2 separate regions of the Pan troglodytes genome follow, and region 2 is linked to region 1. A link is a contact called in public Hi-C data. All regions are on one chromosome and are shown on one strand. Each heading gives the region's core, a stretch centred on a gene start, on an enhancer-like site or on the middle of the called end of the contact. The rest is flanking DNA. Distances are from core to core; before and after follow the strand shown. Region 1 overlaps PLEKHA7 (pleckstrin homology domain containing A7). Region 2 holds the start of RPS13 (ribosomal protein S13).

Region 1 (7,749 bases), core at 3,193-5,692:
CCCTGATGACCTCTCCAGCCACTGATCAACCAGTCCCTCCAGTTCCCCGCCCACAGTGGGGCCTCTGTTCTGTCTGGGAAGCTCTTCCTTTTGTTCCCTTGACTCTCATCTTTTCAACCTCACTTTGAGGATCCTTCTCTGATCCCCTCCACCCCCTCACTTTCCATTCACCATTGTCTCCCTCTGTCTAATGCAGGGACTTAGTACTTAGTAGCCCTCCAACTAATTCTCCCTGAATGGATGGATAATGGATAAATGGATGATTGACAGGTGGGTGAATGAAAGGATGTGATGGTGCTTTCTGTCCCTAAAAAAGCTCTTCTGATCTAGACAGGAGGCAGCTATGCTGAATCTACTGCTGGCCAGAGGAAAATGGCCCCAAATTCCACCTCACCAGCATCTCCCATGGACCTAGTGGCAAACTCGGCTTGGTGAAACCTTGCTTGGACTAAGAACACTAAAGGAAGCTTTTGCATGCTCCAGGAACTTTTTCCTCCCTGAATTACAAAAGCACACTAAAATGGGGTGGGTTGAAGCTCCTAAAAACAAGCTTAATCCAATCCCAGGGCAAATCAGGTCATGGATTTAAACCCACACGCAGCCCTTTCACTCTGTTGGAGATGGCAAGAAATAAGCTCTTCTCTGTTACTCCAATGAGGACAGATTTAGAGGAAGGAAGCAGATTACATTGTAGCAGGAGGAATTTAGGTTAGAGATAAGGAAGAACTTTTTCCCTGGGCTGGCAGGCAATCAGGACACTACAGAACACACTTCCCCTGCCAAGGCAGCATGTTGGGGCTTCTTTTGTGAATCTGAGAACGCACAGACCTTTGGCTGTTTCAGATGGCAAAGGAACAAGGTCTTGGGGCAGGGGACCAGCCTTGTTAACTCCTAGAGCCCCAGCAGACCCCAAAACTCAACAACTGTACAGGCATCTATCTTATCCACACACTGTTCCTTTGTTCCCAAAGACCAGAGGAACCCCTAACATACTGAGTCAGGTAGATACCACTGGCAAATCAGCTTGTGAATGGGCCTGGCACCACCTCTTAAGACAGCAGGAAGGCTCTGGAAGACGCAGGTCCTCCTCAGTACTCACTCTCCTATCACACAGACCTGGGGGAAAGTTTTATTGAGGTCTCGCCTCGATCCATCCTTCATGTGGTGAGAACATTTCCTCTTGTGCAGTTTCCAGGCAGGCCAAGTCCTTGTACAAATGCTTTTGGTACATTTATGGGTCACTGTGTGATTCATTCAACACAGTCAAAGATGCAGCAAAGATGATGTACCACGTACCCACTGTGTGCCAGGCCCTGTGCCAGGGACTAGGGATACAAAGGTGAACCAAGCAGCCATAGACGCCGCCCTGAAGAGCTTAGGAATAGCATCGACATAGGCCACAGGAGACAATCTACGTCTTGAAGACACTGAGTGTGTCATCCCAAGTTCCCTTTCTCTCCCCTTGGGTAGAGACATTTCCTGATGGGTAGAGATCCAGGAGTTACTTGCTCTCCTGGGCCTGCCCTGTCATGATGCACGTGAGCCACCAGAGGGCACCAGAAGAATTCAGACCAGAACTCTGCACTGTCTCCTAGCTTCTACCATGGCTGGAAATTTCGCCTGTGATTTTCAAACCTGCCCCCCATTTTCCCCTAGTCAGACTGCCCAAGTTGGCCTCACCAGCCAGTTGAAAAGCCAACCCCTGGTGTTGCAGGGAACATTTCCTAACAATAACAACTGCTGCTCACGTGCCTACTATGTGGCTTTGATCGCTAAACCTCCCAAGAACATGTGCAGTTACTTAATCCTCTTCACAACCCACTTCACTGTTGAGGAAACTGAAGCACAGAGAAGCTAAAATTGCAATTTGCCCTAAATTACAGAGATAGTTTTGAACCTTCATCGAAACATCTGGCCTCCTTTCATTGCCTTAAGCTGCTATCCATCCATCCTCCTAGGCCACACTGAAGCTGAGCCATGTCCCTGTTCAGGATGATACCCCACAGTGTGAAGGTGGATCAGGCTGGGAGCTTGAAGGCCATGTCTCCTGGAGGACATGAAGGAAGTGCCTGCCCTCACCTCTCTGCTGATGTCCAAGTCATAGTCTTGAGGCTCCAGGTCCAACTCAGTGACAGGCATGGCCTGCACTTTCAACCAGCCATTCTCCTCCTTGTCCTTTTTTTCCCCTTGCACGACCCGTTCCAGCAACTGCAGGTCAAAGTCCTGCTCACGCTTCCACTGGCAACAGAACAAGAGGTTAAACGTAGTCGCTTCCTGATTGCTGAAAGAGCCCGGCTGGTCACCTTTTTCCATGGGGTCCTTTGAAAGATGAACCTGTGATCCCCTTAGGGAAAAGCTGTATGTGCAATAGAGAATGAAGCTGCTGTCCCCTTCATATGGGCTGTTCCAGACTGCTAAGTGCTCTCTGATCTGGGTTCCCAGAGGTTTCAAACATACACCCTTGGGGCACAGGTCTAAGACTCATGACTTCAGGCTCACAGTGGTCCCCAGGGAAATAGAAGGCTCCCAGAGAGGGTGACCTCCAAACAACTTGGGACAGAGTTCTAGAGAAGGGATTTGTCCCTTCCACTCTCTACAGCTGGTTCAGGAGACATACATCCCAGGCTCAGAATTAATGGAAAAACACGCCCTTCAAGGCCCTGCTAAGCAAGAAGAATAACCAAGGATCTTTCTATTGGGAATTTTCAACAAGATAACATTTGTAGGTGGGGGATCTCGCACTTACAGTAGGGCTGGGGAGGTACAAGCAAAAGCAGCTTGGAGCCAATGAGGCAGAAAAACTGCTGTATGAGACCCATCTATTTGAGATAGATGTTTTCTTTAAATTAGAAAAAAAACTAAATCATATAAAATTGAAATGCTAAATCAAATGGAATGTTTCTAAGGCTGTTTCACAGTATCAACTTTGTAACAAGCTTCCCAAGAGGGAAAATCTAACCGATAAGATCCAACCATGACTGTCCAGCTCCGTGGTGACTTCCTGTTGACCCAGGACCTGCATCCTCACAGGCCTTTGACCGCTGAGCAGGTTGTTGAGAATAGAGCAGGCTCAAAGCCTCTCTTCCCCTGAGCAAAACCAAAGCAGATGCTTATCTATCCCAGGCCATCTTCTCTCTCCCATCCATCCACCTCAAAGCCCCAAATGGTCCTGATTGTCTTTGATGCCTCAAGTCCCTCCAGAACCCCAAACCCAGAGCCATATTCGCACATTTCACCCATTCATGCACAAGCTCTCAATAATGACTCCAAATCAATGTAATCACTCTTAGGTGATGGTTTCCAACTATTGTTGGAAAGGATTAGGCAATTGAAGTTCCAAAGATGAAAAAATCAATTTAATGATTCACAAAGAAAACATTCATTTCCTTACAGGCTCACAAATGCTCCAAATAGAGACAAGTCCTCATTTAAACCCAGCCTGATTGTTTCCACAAACAGGAAAAGTTCACTAGACTCTATAAGGTATCCTGGGGAAGAACCACGCCAATCCATTATTATTAAGCAACATGTTTATTGGCGTTGATGCAGAGACTTACACAAGTCTTCTTTTTTAAGAGAAAAATTACAAGGTATTCAAGTTACGATTTTTAGATAATCTCTACATTTGAGACATCAAATTATAAAAGGTCAGTGTTACCCCATATGACATTTGTTTTAAAAGTTTAAAGGTTACCAGGTTTGCAGCTTTTAAAGATATGAATGTCCTGGGCCTTACCCCTTTGGTGTCTGAGCTAGCAGCTGCAGAGAGGCCCTCTGAATATACAGTATATTTTGCTATCCCTTCAAGTTATTAAATACCAGAAACACAAAAGGTTTTCCATAAGAAATTGTGTGATTGGACTATAGGAATTAAAACCGAACAACCTCAGTCTTGGGAGAATGTATTCAAACGTGCAATCTCTTAAGTCCCTGTCTACTGTCCAGGTGTAAAGCATGGATTTTTATAAATTAATAATGCCCAGACCTCTGCCAATGACTGTGGCGTCAGGCAGCAGGTTGGCTCAGGCTTGTGGGGTGGCTTTTGGGACAAGTGAATTATGAGTCAGTAGGCCTGCATGAAGAGGGCAGCAGAAAGGTGAGTCACATCTGGGAACACTCAACAGGCTATGGAGACAAGAACCGCTATTACAAGCCCGGTAATAAGTAGCACAGGCCAGTTAGAGCATGTTCAATGCAAATCAGAAGCTTCTGTAAACACAATCAGGCAGGATTAGAGAGGCAATGAGCGGTAACACTAAAAGCAAAGGAGCTTGTGCAATGAATTAGGGAAAGAACAATCAGGCTAGAGGTTTAGGGAAACATGGGATTTCAAACAACAGGGAAAAGTCAAATGGAATGTTTCCAAAGGGACCTAAGGTGACTGTGGACAGGGCGCAGCGCCAGGAAGCGCCACCAGGGGGCAGCACAGGCCTCCCCAGCAATCCCAGACACCCTGAGGCCTCTGCACTGCAAGCCCAGGGAGACCAGTGGCCCTTGGGGCAGGGGTGTGACCCCGTGCTCCATCACCCTCACACAGCATCTGCTGGCAGGTCTGGGAGGCTGATCAGTTTGCTTGTGCTTCTAACCAAATCATGTCACCATCTTCCTCCTCTCCTCTCTGAACCCTGTATTCCCAGGTCCTGAATTCAGCCGAGATTCCGAACGCCTGCAAAGGCCCCTCTCCATCGCGGCTGGGAGGACTGACTGGGTATTTCCTCAGGCTCCTGGGCCTGTTTGATCCTCACTCCAGCTCTGGTTCAGGTCACCCTCTGACCAGGCATTTGTCCAGCCTGGGTCGTGGACAAACAGCCCCGTGGGGTGTTCTCTGAACCATGTAGGTCAATGGACAGCTCTCTCACTGGGAGGTGTGATGTGCTTGTGTTTGGGGGACTCTGAGGGGCACTCGGCTCCCTGTCCCTGCCCCGCTGCCTGGCCCCTCCTAACATACTGAGCCAAGATCTCCAGGGAGCGGCCGGCTGAGGTAGCGAGATGAGGGCAGGCCCGTCCTCTCCCCTTGGCCCAGTGTCCTCTTGCGCTCTCGGACCAGGGCCTTCTGGTGTCGCTTCATGCGCTCCAGCTGCTCCTCTGCACTCATCTTGCCTCGCTGGTGATCCCCTGAGTACAGGCGCTCCAAGGCACTCTTAGGTCTCTGAGGAAGAGGAGGCAGGCAAGAGAGACACAGAACAGCTGGGCTGGGCACGCAGAGGACGGCCACCCTGCTGGCTGCATTCCCGTTGTCTCTCTCTCACACACATGCACACTCTAGTTGGGCTCCTCTTGGCCTTAGAGAACTATCTCCTCTAAGCAACACGATGCCCCCAACCCTCAGGAGCTTTCTGAGTAGCACCCATTCTGCAGATGCAGACACTTAGGCTCAGGCCTGTCCAGTGAGGCCAGAACCCAGGGTGCAGGCTTCTTGAGCTCCCTCCTGCCACCCTGACAGGCCAGAGAGAAAGGCAGGATGCCCTCCTTGGTGGACAGTGGGTGACAGGGAGCTCAGGAGGGGCTGAGGCCACCCCAGAGGCCATCCCCAGGGCTGAAGGGATGGCCAGTTACTGTCCTCCTGGGAGACCCTCTCTCCCCATGTGAAGGAGCAGGGAGGTCCTCGACAGCTCAAGGCCACTCACAGGGAAGGTCGCCTTGCTGCTTTCGGCATTGAGACCCCTCCGGAGTGTGACGTAGGGAGCAATGGTGGACGACTGCTGGAGCCTTGACGTGGACCCTGAGAGCCCTTAGTGAGGAAAGAGAAGTGCAAGCATGTTTGTGCTGGGGTGGATGGGTCCCTGCTTCTCCCTCATCACACATTCTTGCAGGAGGACCAAGAGCACCCAGTCAATGACCCACCCTTATTTCTCTTCTTCCTCCCCAGGGCATAGAGGAGCAAGGTCCCCAATAGAGGATGGGGGCCAGCCCGGGGGTGACCTTTGTCCCTGATGGGGGGCAGTGTCCCTGCAGATCTGTGGACCACCCCAGGCTTCCCTTACATGCAGATGACTGGGCTGCCTGGCAGGTAGAAAGGCTGGAGGGGCAGGAATGCCTTTCACCCCCTGATCCATTCTTAGGCACCCTGCACAACCCAACTTGGGGTGAGGAGGACAGTGAGAAGGACACTCAACTGGCAAGAAAGCATTTAAGGAAAGGGCTCACTGAGTCTTAGAGTGGCACTCTGGAAGGTCTGAGATGGCCAAGCTGGTGGCAGCCACCCAGCACTCCGGCCTACAGGGTGCAGTGACTCTGGAGCCAGAGCACTGGGATTGTCTTCCGGTTCCACCAATGACCAGCTAATTGGCAAGTTATTTAATTTCTCTGGGCCTTAGTTTCTGTGTCTCTAAAATGGGGATGACAGTACTTTCCTCATAGGATTGTTGTGAATATCATGTCTATATAAAGTGCTTAAACAGTGCCAGGCTTTCTAGTAACTGCTATTATCATTGTTCCTGGGGACAGATGTAACAAAAGAGGAAGAGAATCAGGATGTGGGCCAGAGGAAGACAGGCCAGGTCCTCCCTCTTGGCATCCCAGACCCCCCTGACAGCTGCTGCTCACTCCTAGGCCTAGAGCTGCAGGCAGAAGGGTACGAGGCACCAGCTGAAGGCTGGAAGCAGTGTGGTGGGATTCCCAGAGAAACTCCAGGGAGGGCCCTGCCTTACCTCTGCCTGGCAGCGTCTGGTACCTGCTCTCAGGGCCCACAAGTCCCAGGGAGGGCTGGGCCATGTCCCCGCTGAGGGTCGCCAGCTCAGGCTCACTGACATACGACCGCAGCTCCACCTGTGGGCAGAGTCCCAGGTGATGTGACCTGCCAGTGTCACACCCCTTTACCTCTCCCCACATGCAGAGTGGCAGCCCCAGGGTCCCCCGCTCACCCTGGAATCCCCATTCACACACTGCCCCAGCTCCCGGTCTCGCTTCCTCTCGTCTGACTGCCGCTTGAGGCCCCGCACAGATGTGTGCCGGATGATGGTGGCCTCTCTTGGCAGAGGCGGCACAGCCGGGGGCTGGTCCTCTGGGCTGTAGAGTTCGGGGAGTGGGGGCCTGGGAGGTGCTTCATCTTCCTGCTGAGAAAGAGAACCAGACCAGTGGTCAGCGAGACGGAGCTGGAGGGAGGACTGCTAGGTACTGCCACAGTGGAGGTTTAAAGGGTAGGAACAGGCCACATCAGAGCCACAGAACATGACTGCCTCAGCCAAGGAGCACTCACACTTCCCCTGGCGGGGAGCAGTGAAGAAGGGACATGCTCTGCTCCTCTATCCCCTCAGAGGTATACAGTTTCTATTCCTCCAAGTGTTACCTGTATAACTGTGTCCTGAAACCCAGGACTCAGGTCTCCCGGGTCCATGCCCTCGGTGCTGTGCTGAACTGCTCCCTCCGCTCATCTGGAGTGCACATCGCAGGCAGGCTGCTAACCCTGCCCTGACTTCCATGCTTATGACAGCACCACCTACCTGGAGAGTAACATCTACCCACTCAGCAGTGCTCAGCCTGAGCCGGCTCATTGGCCCTACATGAGCTCTGGCGCCTTCAGCAAGGTGGGGACCTGAACAAGGACAGAGTCTACATCCTCCTGGCCTTTCTATCAGAAATGTGTATGGTTACAAAATATTTCCTCCTTCCCGACTCAGACAGAACAGGCGGTCAGGATGAGTGACTCACTGCCTACCATGCAGTTCATTCCCTAGAATGTGATGAATGCAACATTTTCCTTGAAACTCCCTGTCCACAGTGTTCTGTGAGGGCTGTGGTTCCTCTACA
Region 2 (7,749 bases), core at 1,476-3,975, 260 kb after region 1:
GAGTTGATACTTACTATTTCCAATTGGGAGGGAGGACTCGCTTGGTCTTATAATATCGAGCCAAACGGTGAATCCGGCTCTCTATCAGAATCAGACGGAATTTAGCATCCTTATCCTAAAAATAAAATTTGCTGCAATTCAAGAAAATCACCCAAAATGACCTAACATTATCAAACATTAATTTAATAAGAGAATGTAGAGCTACCATGCACTTTCTATAATGAAAATCTCTTTGGATAGAATTTGAACTTCAAAGCAGCACTACACTGGTTTGTGTACTAAGCCACCTTGGATAATTCAAACCAGATGCATTACATTTTACCGAAAAAATTTAGTACAAGCAGTCCTACTTAGCACCAGGTTTTATTTATTAGCTTACCTTTCTGTTCCTCTCAAGATGCTTTCGAACAGCAACTGCTTTCTTAATTAAATGGTAGAGATCTTCAGGAAGATCAGGAGCAAGTCCCTTAGACTTAAGAATTCTTAAAATTTTATTGCCTGTCACAAAACGTACTTGTGCAACACCATGTGAATCTCTCAGGATTACACCTGAAAAGGGAATCACGTTTTAACTTTCAACACGAAACACAAACTGGAGAATGTGATGATGTCAAGGCTCAGAAATCAGGGCATAGTTTCCTATCTGTAAGATGGGGGTATACTTTTATACATCACAGAAACCAACGTGAGAATGCACATAAAGCTCACTCAGACATCCAAGGAAGGTTTACCCAACACTAAGGAAAACCTTTCTGGTGGAAACTGCGAATGTTGGAAAACCATCATCACAGTGAGCTTGCTGGAATACAGATGACCAAAGGGATTAATGAGATTCCACAGCTAACATTTATTGAGAACTCTGGTCAGATATTCTTCTAAAAACTTTACACGTTATTTCTTTTAAACCTCTAATGAGCTCTGACTACTTACAATCTATGACATATTTTCTTTTGATGTGTCATACCTCCAATTAGACTACAAGCTCCAGGAGTACAGATATTTTGCACCCCCCTCCCCCTTTTAAGAGGTGGGCTCAGGTGGTGTGGCTCACGCCTGTAATCCCAGCACTTTGGGAGGCCGAGGCAGTGGATCACCTGAGGTCAGGAGTCTGAGACCAGCCTGGCCAACATGGTGAAACCTCGTCTCTACTAAAAATACAAAAATTAGCCGGGCGTGGTGGTGCGGCCTGTAGTCTCAGCTACTCCAGAGGCAGAGGCAGGAGAACTGCTTGCTTGAACCCAGGAGGCGGAGGTTGCAGTGAGCCGAGATCGTACCACTGCACTCCAGCCTGGGTGACAAAGTGAGAATCGGTCTCAAATAAAAACAAAAACACACAAATTAGCTGGCCTGCTGGCGGGCGCCTGTAATCCCACCTATTCGGGAGGCTGAGGCAGGAGAATCGCTTGAATCCAGGAGGTGGAGGTTGCAGTGAGCTGAGATCACGCCACTGCACTCCAGACTGGGCGACAAGAGCGAGACTGTCTCAAAAAAAAAAAAAGAGGTGGGGTCTCTCTGTCACCCAGGAGTGCAGTGGCTTCATCATAGCTCACTGCAGCCTGGGACTTCTGGGCTCAGGTGATCCTCCCACCTCTGCATCCCAAGTATCTGGGACTACAGGCACATTGCGGCTGGCTTTTTTGGGCGGGGGAGTAGGAGGGTAGTATGTTCTCAGGCCCCAGAACCATGTTCAGCACATAGAAGGTAAACATTTGCTGAATGAAGCCACTTGCACGAAGTCACACGCAGCTGAGATTCAAACCACACCTAACTGTGAGGAACTGTGTCAGGCACTCTGCTTAGCCAATTCCAACTCCTCCACTTGACAGCTGTGTGATTTGGGGCTGGTTAGTATCCAGCTGCACTGTGCCTCTGCTTCCTCAACTGTAAACTGGGGTGAAAGCCACGAAGATTTATTTCAAAGTATTGTGGTCAGAATTAAACGAAATCAGTACATGTGAAGTGCTTACAATGATGCCTCTAGCACGGTGGCGAGACCATAGTTTTGGCTATTTTAAAAATAACTTTACCATCTACTAGATCCTACAAGTCACACGAGGACAGGCGAAAGAGACTATATTAGACACAAACACTCACCGATCTGTGAAGGAGTAAGGCCCTTCTTGGCCAGTTTGTAAATCTGCTCCTTCACGTCGTCAGATGTCAACTTCAACCACTGTTATGGAATAGAAAGCAGCCTTAGGATGAGAACCCAGGAATGGCGCCGCAGAACAGCGGTCTCTCCTTCCGCAAAACCGCGCTCCTCATACACGCAAGTTCCTCACCCTGGCGTCGCTTCACCCGAGACAAATGCCAACCCCCTCCCCGGATTCTCCCCGGTCCCAGCGCGCTACTTACAGTGGGGACGCTGCGTCGATAGGGTAAAGCCGACTGGGACAGGCCCTTCCTGGGGAGAGAAGCAGTCTCGAGGTGAGGTGGCGGCTCGTGCCAGAGCAGCCCAGAACATCATCCCCTCGGCCCGCTGCCCACACTCCCTGTCTTCCTCCCACCCCCCGCCCAGCAATCCGGCTTGATACCCCGAGCTCACCCGGGAGCATGCATGCGACCCATGATGGCGGCGATCAGGCAACGAAAGGAGAGCGAGAGTGGAAACGCCGCAGGAAGCCACCCAACACGCAGGAAGTGACCTCACACGTCCCCGCTTCCTCTCACGCAGGAGGCGGAGCTACGCTGCGCAGCCACCTCCCGTCTGTGTGACTACATCTCCCGAAATGCATTTCAGCGTCGCAAGAGATCGTCAATCGGGCCTCATCCCGGCATGCATCGGTCTTTGGTCAGCCTTGTGGCCAGAGCGGGAATTTGAGGCTGACGCCAGCTTGCGTCGAAATTCCCTGTGGACGCCGAGATCATAAAGATTCGAATGCTGCGCTGGGGGTGGGTATGGAGCAGGTAGGGCTGGAAGAAGCAGCCATACACAGGTGTTTGCTCATTCACCAGTGCCTGGCTTTGTCCTGGCACTAGATCCCTCAGAGTCGGCCCTGCGCCTAATAAATTAACAGATACAATAGCATGTGATGAGGACCACACGGGAAGCCATGGCAGCGGCTACCGCCCAGCCAGCGCTTCCATTTCTCATTTCTAAATCCTACCCTAATCTGTCAGGGGAGAGTCGCTGACGGTGAAGAACCGGTCTAAGGAGTTGAACCAGGTCCCCACGGATGCCTGCCGCCCTCCGCACTCGAATTCTCCTGCGCAGGGCTCTGGGGCGCTGGGCTCGCCGGGGAGAAGGATTGGGCAGAAGCTTACGGAGCCATGTTCCCAAGTGAGAGAGTTGGCGGGCAGGGAAGAGCCTTGGGAGCAAGATTGCAAAGGCCAAGAGGATGAGGGATAAAATGAAGCATTTGAATTTCCTGGGAAAAGGGAACCGTCAAGGAAGAAGCTTTTTTTTTTTTTTTTTTTGAGACGGAGTTTCGCTCTTGATTCCCAGGCTGGAGTGCAATGGCGCGATCTCGGCTTGCCGCACCCTCCGCCTCCCGGGTTCAAGCGATTCTCCTGCCTCAGCCTCCTGAGTAGCTGGGATCACAGGCATGCGCCACCACTTCCAGCTAATTTTGTATTTTTAGTAGAGACGGGTTTTTCCATGTTGGTCAGGCTGGTCTTGAGCTCCCGACCTCAGGTGATCCGCCCGCCTCGGCCTCCCAAAGTGCTGGGATTACAGACGTGAGCCACCGCGCCTGGCCGAAAGAAGCTCTTTTAAGACAGACCTAGCCTGGGCAACATGGCGAAACCCCCTCTCTATAAATACAAAGAATTAGCCGGGCGTGCTCGCTCGTGCCTTTGGTTCCAGCTACGAAGGAGGCTGAGGTGGAGAATCTCTGGAGCCGCGAAGGACATTGCGGTGAGCCGAGATAGCACCACTGCGCGCCAGCCTGGGCAACAGAGCAAGACTCTGTCTTAAAAAAAAAAAAAAAAGGAAAGAAAGAAAAAGACTGACTCAGTGCCGGTACACAACAATGCGTTGAAAAAATGGGCAAATGAAGCAGCTTTTTAAATTTTTAAAAAGTAAGCATAGCTCTAGGAAGGAGGGAGGTCAGTGAAATCAAACTCCCGTCGACAAGCTTAAAGTAACTGGCAAGACGCTGGGAAACTAGATACTGAAACATCCGCTCTTAACTTTTAACCTGTCACTATTTGAAATAAAGTTATCAGGGATAGCCGGGCGCGGTGGCTCACGCCTGTAATCCCAGCACTTTGGGAGGCCGAGGCGGGGGGATCACGAGATCAAGAGATCGAGACCATCCTGGCTAACACGGTGAAACTCCGTCTCTACTAAAAATACAAAAAAATTAGACGGGCGTGGTGGCGGGCGCCTGTAGTCCCAGCTACTCAGGAGGCTGAGGCAGGAGAATGGCGTGAACCCGGGAGGCGGAGCTTGCAGTAAGCCACGATCGCACCACTGCACTCCAGCCTAGGTGGCAGAGCGAGACTCCGTCTCAAAAAAAAAGTATCAGGGATAAAGAGAGAACCCTTTATAACAACAAACGGGTCAGTTCTCCAAGAAAACAACACCCCTCCCCCCCAAAAAAAGCCATAATCTGTCACTATTTGATTAATAACTTTTCCCAAAGCATTAGGAATTTTAGTCAAATCGGGTACCCTATTTGGGTAATTTTTTTTCTAGCAAAGTTTATCATTAGCCAATTTTACATTTTTAGTTCAGATATGGAATAGGTATCTCAAATTTAATATGACTCCAATTCCCAAACCATGCCCCTTTGTTTCAGTTAAACACGATCCTGTTTGCTCAAACTTAATACAAACCTAGGCATCTCCATTTTTCTCTGATTTCCCTCTGTCATCCCAGCTCTACCACAAGAATGTATCACGAATATGTTCCCTTTGCCCCATTTCCACCTTCAGTCCTAGCCACCATCATCTCCTATCTGGGCAACTCGGTAGTATCCACACCGTCTGGTCACGTCCCCACTCTAAACACAACCCACTCTCCACCTAGCAGTCAGAGTGATCCATTAAATACATAAAGCAGATTAATTCATTGCTCCCCTGTGTAAATCCCTCCCATACTTTCTCAATGCACCTAAGATCCAATCCCTGGACCCACGTCTTGCCACTATCCCCCGATTCTAAACGCTCCAACCGCACTTACTCCTTTCTGATTCTACAAGGTAACGATGTGTTCCTTTCCTGCTTAGAGCCCTTCTTCTTGCTGAGCAAGCACTGCCTGAAGTGCTTGCTCTTCCTCAAGACCTTTTCAGGTCTCACTTTCACATCCTGGCCTCCATGTCATCTCAGGGTGGCTTTCCCTAAATAGGATCATCTAAAGTAGTCCTTCTTCCCAACACAATATCCTACTGATTACCTTCAAAGCACCCAAATCTCTAACATCCTTTCTAGTTGCTTGTTTGGTTGCCTGTCCACCTCCAATAAAAATTAGCTCTGAGAGTACAACGTTTATTGCTTTATCTCCAACACCCACAAGAGTGCCTGGCAGGAAGTTAGGTACTCAGTAATTATTTGAAAGAATGAACCTAAATAATGTCATTTTCCCCCCTTTGTAGATGTCTAGATTGTAGACATTATTTCAGGAAGATGATGGGAATAGTAGATTTAGCAATCTAGTCCCAGATTACAGGATGTCTGTGTGTAATTTGGGTTGTCAGTTAGTTATACATGAAGTTTTTTGTTTTTGTTTTTTGAGAGAGTCTCGTTCTGTCACCCAGGCTGGAGTGCAGTGGCCTGATCTTGGCTCACTGCAACCTGCACCTCCCGAGTTCAAGAGATTCTCCTGCGTCAGCCTCCCGAGTAGCTGGGACTACTGGCACCCGCCACCACGCCCGGCCAATTTTTGTATTTTAGTAGAGATGGGGGTTTCATCATGTTGGCCAGGCTGGTCTCAAACTCCTGATCTCAAGTGATCCGCCCGCCTCAGCCTCCCAAAGTGCTGGGATTACAGGTGTGAGCCACTGCACCCGGCCTGCCATAGTTATTTTATCTGGTAATGTTTGTATATTCAGTAATGATGATAAAATACGATGTAGTGCTGAGTTTTAATCAAACGGTGTTTGCCTTCTATTAAGCCATGCTCCATTGCCTTTATATGTGGCATGCTTTTGTGAGAGCTGCTTTTGCAAATTGGAAACTTCTAATTTTTTAGACAAAGGGAAAGTTATAATTTTAGTATCTAGAAAATAGTTACTGTTAATGCATTTATTAAGGGCAGAAGTTCAGTGATCAAATAGCTTTACAAACTGAATTTTTAATATTTTTTAATATTTATTTTAATATTTATTTTAATATTTTTTACTTTGATCCATTTTGAGTTAATTTTTTAATGTGGTGTAAGAGTCCTACTGATGCTTTTGCATGTGGTTATCCAGTTGTACCAGCACCATTTATTGGAAAAACCTTTTCTTTTTTTAAATGGTCAAAAAAAACCACAACTTTTTTTCTTTAAATGGTCTTGACAGTGTTGGTGTGTGTCTTTCCTGGATCATGATTCAAACAAATAAAAAGAACCAAATACTGATTCTTGAAATGAAAAAAATACAAGAATTGGCTGGGCATGATGGCTCCCGCCTGTAATCCCAACACTTTGGGAAGCCAAGGTGGACAGATTGCTTGAGCCCAGGTATTTGAGAGTTTGAGACCAGCCTGGGCAACATGGTGAAACCCCATTTCTACAAAAAATACAAAAATTAGCCAGGCATGGTGGCATGTGCCTGTAGTCCCAGCTATTTCAGAGGCTGAAGTGAGAGGATGATTTGAACCCAGGGAGGCTGAGGCTGCAGTGACCCATGATTGTGCCACTGCACTCCAACCTGGGCAACAGATTGAGACCCCGTCTCAAAAAAAGAAAAAGAAAATAGAACCACCAAAATTTAAAAACTAATGGATAGGTTAAACAGTTGGAAGTAGTGAATTAGAAAATAAGTCAGAAAAAATTATTGAGAATGCAGGGACAAAAAAAAAGAGACATGAAGAGAAGACATGGAAGAAGAGTGGAAATGTCTATTATACATTATACATTTAATCAGAGTTCGAAAAGGTGGCAGACAAAATGTTTGAAACGATAATGGCTAGCAAGTATTCAGAACTGAAGAAAGCTACTGATCCAGTTTTTTTTTTTTTTTTTTGAGACGGAGTCTCACTCTGTTGCCCAGGCTGGAGTGCAATGGCACAGTCTCAGCTCACTGCAACCTCTGCCTCCCGGGTTCAAGCGATTGTCCTGCCTCAGCCTCCCAAGTAGCTGGGACTACAGGTGCGTGCCACCACACCCAGCTAATTTTCGTATTTTTAGTAGAGATGGGGTTTCAGTATTTTGGCCAGGCTGGTCTTGAACTCCTGACCTCGTGATCTGCCCACCTCAGCCTCCCAAAGTGCTGGGATTATAGGCGTGAGCCACCACACCCGGCTTTTTGTTGTTGTTGTTGGAGACGAGTCTCGCTCTGTCGCCCAGGCTGGAATGCAGTGGCATGATCTCGGCTCACTGCCACCTCCGCTTCCCAGGTTCAAACAATTCTCCAGCCTCAGCTTCCTGTGTAGCTGGGATTACAGGCACGCGCCACCACGCCCGGCTAATTTTTAAATTTTTAGTAGAGGTGGGGGTTTCACCATATTGGCCAGGCTGGTCTCGAACTCCTGGCCTCGTGATCCGCCTGCCTCGGCCTCCCAAAGTGCTGGGATTATAGGGGTGAGCCACCGCACCCAGCCCTGATCCACAGTTTTAAGAATCTTAAATAGGGCGGCTGGGCGTGGTGGCTCACGCCTGTA

The links. Hi-C and Micro-C count contacts between places; a contact is called where the count stands out from the background.
Region 2: a Hi-C map of induced pluripotent stem cells shows a contact between it and region 1, with 2.7 times the contacts expected there. The contact joins the promoter of RPS13 here to the enhancer-like site in region 1. A contact is called at or near these places in 3 of 7 Hi-C or Micro-C datasets (induced pluripotent stem cells and stem cell-derived neural progenitor cells), 1 of 1 datasets of contacts at active chromatin or transcription factors (stem cell-derived excitatory neurons) and 1 of 1 other capture datasets (stem cell-derived neural stem cells).

The regions. Positions count from the first base shown.
Region 1 is chr9:20,873,384-20,881,132 of NHGRI_mPanTro3-v2.0_pri, forward strand. PLEKHA7 (pleckstrin homology domain containing A7) reads right to left here. Exons shown (of 30, transcript XM_016920488.4): 22 at 6,864-7,055; 23 at 6,651-6,768; 24 at 5,628-5,731; 25 at 4,949-5,149; 26 at 2,080-2,238. Among named protein-coding and RNA genes, the nearest start is that of SOX6, 49 kb to the left of the region's middle. Within about 2 kb of position 4,443, at least 3 of the 24 cell types and tissues checked have an H3K27ac peak or open chromatin away from gene starts, as enhancers often do. A contact at or near this core is called in induced pluripotent stem cells and stem cell-derived neural stem cells, where this site is marked.
Region 2 is chr9:21,138,838-21,146,586 of NHGRI_mPanTro3-v2.0_pri, forward strand. It overlaps RPS13 (ribosomal protein S13), which reads right to left and starts at 2,726. Exons shown (of 6, transcript XM_003312935.6): 1 at 2,546-2,726; 2 at 2,356-2,404; 3 at 2,095-2,173; 4 at 380-549; 5 at 15-115. The coding sequence starts at 2,568. It overlaps LOC112204958 (small nucleolar RNA SNORD14), which reads right to left and starts at 794; the gene lies at 705-794.